Linked DNA regions of Mus musculus: regions 1 and 3 are each linked to region 2. A link is a contact called in public HiChIP or PLAC-seq data. All regions are on one chromosome and are shown on one strand. The core of a region is the stretch at or near the end of the contact, and the rest is flanking DNA. Distances in the headings are between cores, read along the strand shown.

Region 1 (2,700 bases), core at 112-2,611, 310 kb after region 2:
AGAAATAGCATGTGCTCGACAGATGTGGTGGCACCCATCTTTAGTCCCAGCACCGGGGAGGCAGAGGCAGGCAGATCTCTGAGTTTGATTCTAGCCTAGTCTACAGAGGGAGTTCCAGGATGGCCAAGGGCTGTTACACAGAGAAACCCTTTGCCAAAACAAAAAGAAAAAGGAAAACAAAAAACAAAACAAATAGAAAACACTAGCTATGCTCTTACCTGTTGAGGTCTCTCTCCAGCATCCAGTTAGTCATATTTAATAGATGTATTGTAAAAGCAAAACAAGTATATAATTTGCAAATAGTCATGCATATATTGGTATAAATGATTAAAGGTTTTATTGCTTCAATGTGCAATTTTTTTTTTTTCTGAGACAGGGTTTCTCTGTGTAGCCCTGGCTGTCCTGGAACTCACTTTGTAGACCAGGCTGGCCTGGAATTCAGAAATCCGCCTGCCTCTGCCTCCCAAGTGCTGGGATTAAAGGCGTGCGCCACCATGCCCGGCTTCAATGTGGAATTTTAAAAGATTTGAGACCACTGTTAAAATGAACACTTGAAGCCTGACAACCATGCTTCCCTACAGGGAAGAAAGAAAGCCAATGAAAGGGAAGCCGATCAAGAATCTTGCCAAGGCCTGAATTCACGCAAGAAAACCAATGTCCAGGGCTGGTAAGACGGCCCAGTGCTCAGGAACACCCGCCGCTCTTGCAGAGGCCTCTAATTTGGTTCCTAGCACCCACACGGAGTCTCAAACTGCAACTCCAATTCTAAGTGATCTGACGCCACCTTCTGGCTTTTTTTGGCACTGCACACATGAAGGCAAAAAACACACACACTAAATAAATATTTTTAAAGACAGATACTTTAGATAGTTCAATCAGATGCTTTTTAATTGTGTGGTGGTGGGGTCATGTGTATACCATGGTGTGTGTGTGTGTGTGTGTGTGTGTGTGAGAGATAGAGAGAGAGAGAGAGAGAGAGAGAGAGAGAACAACTTTGAGGAGCTGTTTTTTCACTTCTACCTGGCCTAGGCAGTCTTGTTATTCTTGTCACTGCACTGCGTTGTCACCAGAGTGGCCAGTGCTTCTGTCTTCACATCTCATTGTAGAAGTACTGGGCTTACGGATGCCTACCACGGTATCCGGGGGTTTTTTTTTTGTTTTTTGTTTTTTTCAAAACACAGGTTCCAGGAATTCAAGTTAGGTCATCAGGCTGCCATGGAAAGTGTTTTTACCTACTGAGCTGTCTCCCCAGCTCCCAGTTAATGTTTAAAATAGGAAAATGGTTATAAACACAAGAGGAGGCTAGGAGAGTTGGGCGTGGTGCTGCACGCCCTTTGTTCCAGCACTCTGGAGGCGGAGGCAGGCAGGTCTCTGCACATTCAAGGTCAGCCTGGTGTACAAAGCGAGTTCCAGGACAGCCGGGCCTACACAGAGAAACCCTGTCTCAGAGAGAGAGAGAGAGAGAGAGAGAGAGAGAGAGAGAGAGAGAGAGAGAGAGAGAGAGAGAGAAGAGAGAGGAGGGAGAGGAGGGAGAGGGAGAGAGGGAAAAGGAGAGGGAGGGAGGGAGGGAAGGAGAGGGAGTAGGGTAAGAGAAACAAAACTGGAGGTGTGAGCCTTGTGGACCCCAGGAGGCAAGCTTGGTGGATCAGCAGCTTCATGCTAGTGCCCACCCACTGTTGGTGTAGAATTGCCGGAGGCAGAGCTGGACCTACCGGGACTCCTGAAACCCATTATACCCATTCCTGGTGCTGATGGGGTGGCCAGACTGGTCTCTACTGTCAGAACCAGGCAGACTACGTCTTCTTCTTCCTGCTTTTCTAATTTCTCACCAGAGTCTCCCCCTCTGGTGGATCCTAACTGGAAAGTAGCAGTTAAGGGATTGTGGGAAACGGGCTATAGGCTCCCTCCCTCAGCTACTGTGGAGGCCAGCTCCTTTGAACATAACTGCAGCCATTTTGTATTCAGTCTCCATTTTGCTCAGAAGATGAAATTCAGTTCAGGTTCTCAGGGAATTACGCACAGATGACACTGACAACTTCTCCTAAAAGGGCATAGCTCTGTGGTTGTAATTCTCAGGCTCAGTCACCCCAGTGCTCCGAGACTCCCCTGTTCACCACCCATCCACCACTCCTTTCCTCATGCAGGACCAATCAGCCTAAAAGCTAGTTGATAATTCTTTGTCTAGTCAGCCTTGCCTTCTGAACTTCTGAACTTGGCTTTTCCTATAAAAAAGCCTGCGATAAGAACAGACTGGTACCACAATTATGCTCCCAGGTTTTTGGGTTTTTTTTTTGGTGGCTGCGATCAATAAGTCTTGGGTTGTGCATTCAATAAACTATTCTTGCTTAACTGAGATCCATGTTTGTATGGTTTGTGGGGTGAATTCCTGAACCCCAACATCTACTACACAAAGCAACGAATGAAAGGGTCTGATGGAGTCTGTCAAATTCTAGAAAAAAACAGAACCGCGACAAGGCAAGGTTTTGGGTCACAATACATATTCTATTTTATGATTCACAGAGAGCTAAGAGTTAAGAAACAGTTAAGAAAGCCTGCTGCCTTTTAGTTCCCAGAACCCATATGACAGCTCCTAACCATCTATAACTCCAGTTTGAAGGGAGTTGTTACCCTCTTTTGGCCTCCACAGGCACTGCACACATTGTGCACAGATGTTATGTGGCGGTGAAACACACACATAAA
Region 2 (2,700 bases), core at 189-2,688:
CTGAAAGAGACCCTCACTACCAGTCCTTGGTGTGAAAAGGGCAAGAGAAAAAAAAAAAGAAAGAAAGAAAGAAGAGAAAAAAAAAAGAAAAGAAAAAAAAGAAAAAAGAAAAGAGCAAGAGGTTTTGCTGGAGGTAGTTAGGGGTAGGAGTCTCAACTTGGAGGATTTCAAGCGGGACAGCCAATCAGCCAATGGTTCTTCCTTGAGGACGCTCTGGGTTCGCGCCATTCTTACAGCCCGCTGTAGGAGCTGCTGATCCAGGAATCTGAGTCTAGAGTGGAAAACATTGGGAGAATCCCAACAACTCAGGGGAGGTGTAAAGATGGGTGGAGGAGCCCTGTGTTAGAGTAGGAAGTCCAGGAGAGGGGGGGAGGGGGGGACCTTCAGTCAGTCTGTTAGTCCCCGGACCAGGGATCTTGCTGGAGAGTGCCCAAAGCGGAAGGGATCCTAGAACCGGTCTCAGGTCAGGCTAAGGTCTCTTCCTAGAAGACAGACCTCCAGTAATGTTGCCCTGCTATTACTGACTAGCATGCATGAAGGCCTGAGTTCAACTCACAGTTCACTGGGGCACTGAGTTCAGGAGGAAGTTAAAGTGGGCTGTTCCAGAAAGGACCTATCTGGAGCCAGAAGACAAGGCTGGAAGAGATGGTGTGCCAGCCCTATTGTAACACAGCCCCCGAGGTTAGACACCCAAGGAAAGCCCTACCAAGGCCCTTGCCAATCATCTATGATAATCCTAGGATTAAGACAAGAGTGAGCCAGGCTGGTGACCCACACCTGTAATCCCAGCATTTAGGAGGCTGAGACAGGAGGATGAAATTCCAAGCCAACCTGCGCCTAAAGGTACATGCTATCTCAAAACCAAACAAAAAGGCACCAAAGGGGATGCTGTCTGAGAAAGTATTCCAAGGGAACTGGGGTGTGTAGTACGAGGGCTCTCCAAATGAGGCAGCTGTGGCCAGTGTGGGTCAGTTGGGAATGGAGGTTGTTCTGAGAGCACCAGGACGATTGGGATGAAGGTGTATGTTAAGGGGTCCGGACACTATCTGGGACTGGGTGATGGATAGCACTCACTTACCCACGGTGGTGACAAGCGTGCTGGCGAAGAAGAGCGCCGAGGCGAAGTCCCACGCAGGGTCCGAAGCGTTGGCAGCTCCCGAGGCGTTGGCGAGCGCTGCGCGCCCCAGCCGTCCGGCCGCCAGCACCCGCTCCACGAAGGCATCCAGGGCGTGAGCCGCCACGCACGGGCTGTGCTGTAGCAGCTGCTCCCGCAGGGTCCCCAGTTCTGCCCGCAGCCGGGCTTCGTGAGGCCGCTCCAGCCGCGCCACAAGCAGCGCGCCCAGCGCCAGGTACCCGGCGTAGGCGGCCAGGGCGCTAGCCAGGAGCGCGCCCCGCCGCATGGTGCCCGTACAGCCCCGACACCCGCTGACGTGGCCCCCGCCGGCCCACCGCCCGAGGTCCGCTTTTAGTTCCGGGAGCTCCAGGCGCGGCCACCGACGCCCCGAAGAGGAAGAGGAAAAGGAAAAAGGGGGAGGAGCGGGGCTGGCGGAACGCCCTGACGCTGGGAAACTGAGGCACGCCCAAACACCTGGTGTAGGTACAGGGACACCGGAGGGTGGAGTTCGACGCTCCGGGATCGGGGAGTCAAATGGGATGGGAAGGGCTGCGGAGTCCTTTCCTGCCTGAAGTTCCTTGCAACTCTCCTCCTCGCGACTCCTTAACTCAGATCTGAAACTCTCCTCCGAAGTGGGAGCTTTCTGTTTGTAACCTTTTTTTTTTTTTTTTTTTTTTTCTCGAGACAGGGTTTCTCTGTGTAGCCCTGGCTGTCCTGTCTCACTCTGTAGACCAGGATGGCCTGGAACTTAGAAATCTGCCTGCCTCTGCACTGTACCCAGTGTTTGCTTGAGGCACTAAGACGTGGGATAAGTTGTGGGTGGGTGGGAGGGGCCTACGATTTCGGAATAATTGACCAGGAGTCAGGGGGCATTGTTGGAAGACCTCTGTCTCAATAAATAAACAATACATTGCTTACTTTCATGGTGGCGCACCCCTTTTATCCAGCACTCAGGAGGCAGAGGCAGCTATATTTCTGAGTTCAAGCCAGCCTGTGTACATAGTAAGTTCCAGGGCTACATAGTAGGACACAGTCTCAAGAAACACAGAACACACACAAAAATGAGCAAATAAATTTCGGATGTGGTTGTGGTGGCTTGCACATAATAACCTTAACATTTGAGCAATAGACTGGGCCATCACCGGCTCCAGGCCAACCTGGGCTACCTAGTGAATACCTGTCTCAAAAGGTGTGGTGGAGTGGCTGGAGAGAATAGCTAAGAGTATTAGTTGCTTCTGCAGATGACCTGGATATAGATATGTATATAGATATGTATATATCTATATCCAGGGTAGGGACTCCCTTTTCCTGGAGGCTGAGATGTTCCTACGTACATTAGAAAAGTTAAAGGTAGAGCAGCAAAGCCCCGTCTCAAAACAAAACAAAAACCAACAACAAACTAGTAAGTAGCCTAGGGGGTGGCTCACTTCTTTAATCCCAGCACTTGGGAGGCAGAGACAGAGGCAGATGGATCGCTCTGTGAGGGAAGCTTGCTCTACAGAGGGAGTTCCAGGTCAGCCAGGGTGACAAAGTGAGACATTGTCTCAATAGTAAATTAATAGGTAAAACTGAAAGCAGGGTTTCCC
Region 3 (2,700 bases), core at 83-2,582, 490 kb after region 2:
TCTTACTACTGTCCCTACCCCTGCGGCTCTTTTCACCCTGCTTCCTAGTTGCTCTCTCCCCCTTTGCCCTGGCCTTGCTCTTCTCTGTTCCAGTTCTTGGAACTCCTAACCTACCAAGTCCCTCTTTTTTTTCTTGTCTTGCCAGAGTGTTTTCCTTACCACTACGCCCCTCAGGGGACTTGGCTCCGCCCTCACAAGGTTCCCCGCCCTCACACTGCTCTTCGCCACGCCCCTTTTCGCTCCTGCTCTGCTTCTAGTCTTCTTCCTCATCCACACCTCCTTACTCGCTAGGCGCTTTGCCTTGGCTTAAAGTCTGAATCTTTCTGGAAATCAGATCCTGCTCAGCTTTCTCTCCTGGCCACGCCCCTGGTCCTGGCTCCAGTCTGAAGTGTTGTGGTAGAGCGGATCTTCACTCTGCCTTCTCTCTTGGCCACGCCCCTGGTCCTGGTTCAGGCCCCAAGTGTTGCAGTAGTTCGAATCCTCACTGTCTCCTCTCTTGGCCACGCCCCTGGTCCTGGCCACTTCTCCCTGGGTCCAGGGCAACCTGGCCCTCCTGCTCGTCGCACCCCTTTTCTTTAAAGCCCTTCTCCCGCCTTGGTGATTTCTCCTCAGCACCAGCTCGCCCCGCCGGGCCACCTTCTCCTTAGGGAACCTTTCCTGGTCGTGGGGCCTCTCTACTCCTTGGGGTCTCTCCTCGCCTCCGGTTGTTTCCTCGCAGGGTAGTCGCTCCTCACTGCAGTCCGTTCTCTCTCTACCAGACCTGTCCTCCCATTTGGCTCTCTCTTTACCGAACCCCCTCTGGTAAACAATTCTCTCCTTGCCCCAGTTTGTGTCTCTGCCTGGACTTCGCTCCTGATCTCTGGGTCTCTCCTGGGTAAAGATGGTCCTCTGGCCGCAAGACCTCCCGTCATTCCACACCCACGCTGACTTCGCGATCCTCACTGTCCCCACCAACACCTTTTCCCTCCACCTTCTCTCATCTCTCCTGTCCATTCCCTGAACATCCACCTGCCCTATGCCCCGCCTCTTCTAGCCGCACCCAAACCCATCCTTCAGGCCACGCCCTGGCCTTCACCTCGCCCTTTCTTTGCCTGGCCCTGCTCTTTTCCCAGCCTTTCCTTGCCTTGCCTCCCACCCCTCCCCTCTCCTTCTCAACTCCCCCCCCCACACACACACACCCCATCATCCCCTAGGATGGCACCGTCCTCTTCTCCCCGCCCCACCGTACCAGTCACTTGGTTAAAACCGGTCAACCATTGCTTGGCAGTGCCTGTTCAACCCCTCTTTCCAGCTCCTAAAATGGCTGCTTGGACTTCCACCTTGCACGAGGCAGGCCTGCGTGGCTTGCGCGTTTCCATGGTAACGCGAATTTTCCCAGCACGGGCCCAAGGCCTTGAGAGCAGGGCTCTAGCAAGTCAGGCTCTCAGATGTGTGACAGGCTAAAAATGCTGGAAACCTGTAGCTTTGTTCTCAGAAGGAAACAGAGGAATTTATAATGGTTGTTCTGACAGAGGCACTGTTCATGTTTGACCTCTAGATCAAAACTTCTCCTGAGGAGCCAAGATGTTCCAGAACCTTTGTGTGTTTGAGCTAATGTGATCTGGAGGTGGGCAGATCTGGAAGTGGGCAGATCATATTCAAGTAGGAGGGTAGTTAAATATTAGCCAACTTAGGCTTGAGCGTTTTTGTGGAGGGCCTTTTGAGGTACCGCTTGGCAGGAGTCTGACATTGGCCTAGGACAAGGAAATGGGCTTCACACAGGAATCTGACATTGGCCATGACAGGGACATAAGTTCAGGCAGGAATCTAGCATTAGGGCATGATAAGGAAGTAAGTTTCTTGCTTAGGCAAGAATCTAACTTTAGGGGCTGGAGAGATGGTTCAGCGGTTAAGAGCATTGACTGCTCTTCCAGAGGTCTTGAGTTCAATTCCCAGCACCCACATGGTGGCTCACAACCATCTGTAATAGGATATGATGCCCTCTTCTGGTGTGTCTGAAGACAGCTACAGTGTACTCATATAAATAAAAAATAATTAAAAAGTTTTTTTAAATGGATCAGTTTGCATTCTTCTACATGCTGACTGCCAGTTGAACCAGCACCATTTGTTGAGAATGCTGTCCTTTAAAAAAAAAAATCTAACTTTAGGCTATAATAGGGAAGTGGGGTAAGGCAGGAATTTTAATCTTAGGGTGCAACAAAAGAAGTAGGCTTCAGGCAAGATTTTGGGCTTGGACAAGGAAGTGGGCTCAAGTATTTTGGTCATTATGACAAGCACTTTTAAACACCTGTCACAGGAGTAATCACGGGACTTTTGCTTACTGCCTTGTTAGTTCCTTACTGTACTGCTCGCCCTGAATACTTGCATGAAATTAAAATACTATACAAAGCAGATTGGGAAAATTGCCTTCAGTCTCAGAATTGACTGGGGTCATGCTACTTAGAGCCCCCTGCCCATGACTGTCAGCAAGCTCTTGCTAAGGCACATGGGTGGCATAAAGATCTGACAGACCAGCCACTAGAGGGTGCAGACATTACCTGGTTGACAGACAGGAGCAGCTATCTAGAAGAAGAGAGGAAACATGCTGGAGCAGCTGTGGTAGACAGAGACACCAAGTTATCTGGACACAGGCCCTGCTAGATGACGTATCGGCCCAAAAGGAGGAACTGATCACTCTCACTAAGGCCTTGGAATTAGAAA

Evidence for each region. HiChIP or PLAC-seq counts read pairs in DNA pulled down with a chosen protein or histone mark.
Region 1: an H3K4me3 HiChIP or PLAC-seq map of embryonic stem cells shows a contact between it and region 2, with 22 read pairs. The contact joins the enhancer-like site here to the promoter of Kcnk6 in region 2. A contact is called at or near these places in 5 of 39 promoter capture datasets (cranial neural crest, embryonic stem cells, hippocampal neurons and 1 more), 1 of 484 Hi-C or Micro-C datasets (embryonic stem cells), 3 of 115 datasets of contacts at active chromatin or transcription factors (differentiating embryonic stem cells and embryonic stem cells) and 2 of 9 other capture datasets (embryonic stem cells and pancreatic islet).
Region 3: a contact with region 2 is called in an H3K4me3 HiChIP or PLAC-seq map of stem cell-derived neural progenitor cells, with 7 times the contacts expected there. The contact joins the promoter of Catsperg2 here to the promoter of Kcnk6 in region 2. A contact is called at or near these places in 2 of 115 datasets of contacts at active chromatin or transcription factors (embryonic stem cells and stem cell-derived neural progenitor cells).

What each region holds. Positions count from the first base shown.
Region 1 is chr7:29,540,045-29,542,744 of GRCm38.p6, forward strand. No RefSeq gene overlaps it. Among named protein-coding and RNA genes, the nearest start is that of Gm38982, 14 kb to the right of the region's middle. Within about 2 kb of position 1,362, at least 4 of the 459 cell types and tissues checked have an H3K27ac peak or open chromatin away from gene starts, as enhancers often do. A contact at or near this core is called in embryonic stem cells, where this site is marked.
Region 2 is chr7:29,231,084-29,233,783 of GRCm38.p6, forward strand. Kcnk6 (potassium inwardly-rectifying channel, subfamily K, member 6) reads right to left here and starts at 1,439. Exons shown (of 3, transcript NM_001033525.3): 1 at 1,079-1,439. The coding sequence starts at 1,400.
Region 3 is chr7:29,725,700-29,728,399 of GRCm38.p6, forward strand. Catsperg2 (cation channel sperm associated auxiliary subunit gamma 2) reads right to left here and starts at 1,333. Exons shown (of 29, transcript NM_029714.4): 1 at 1,229-1,333.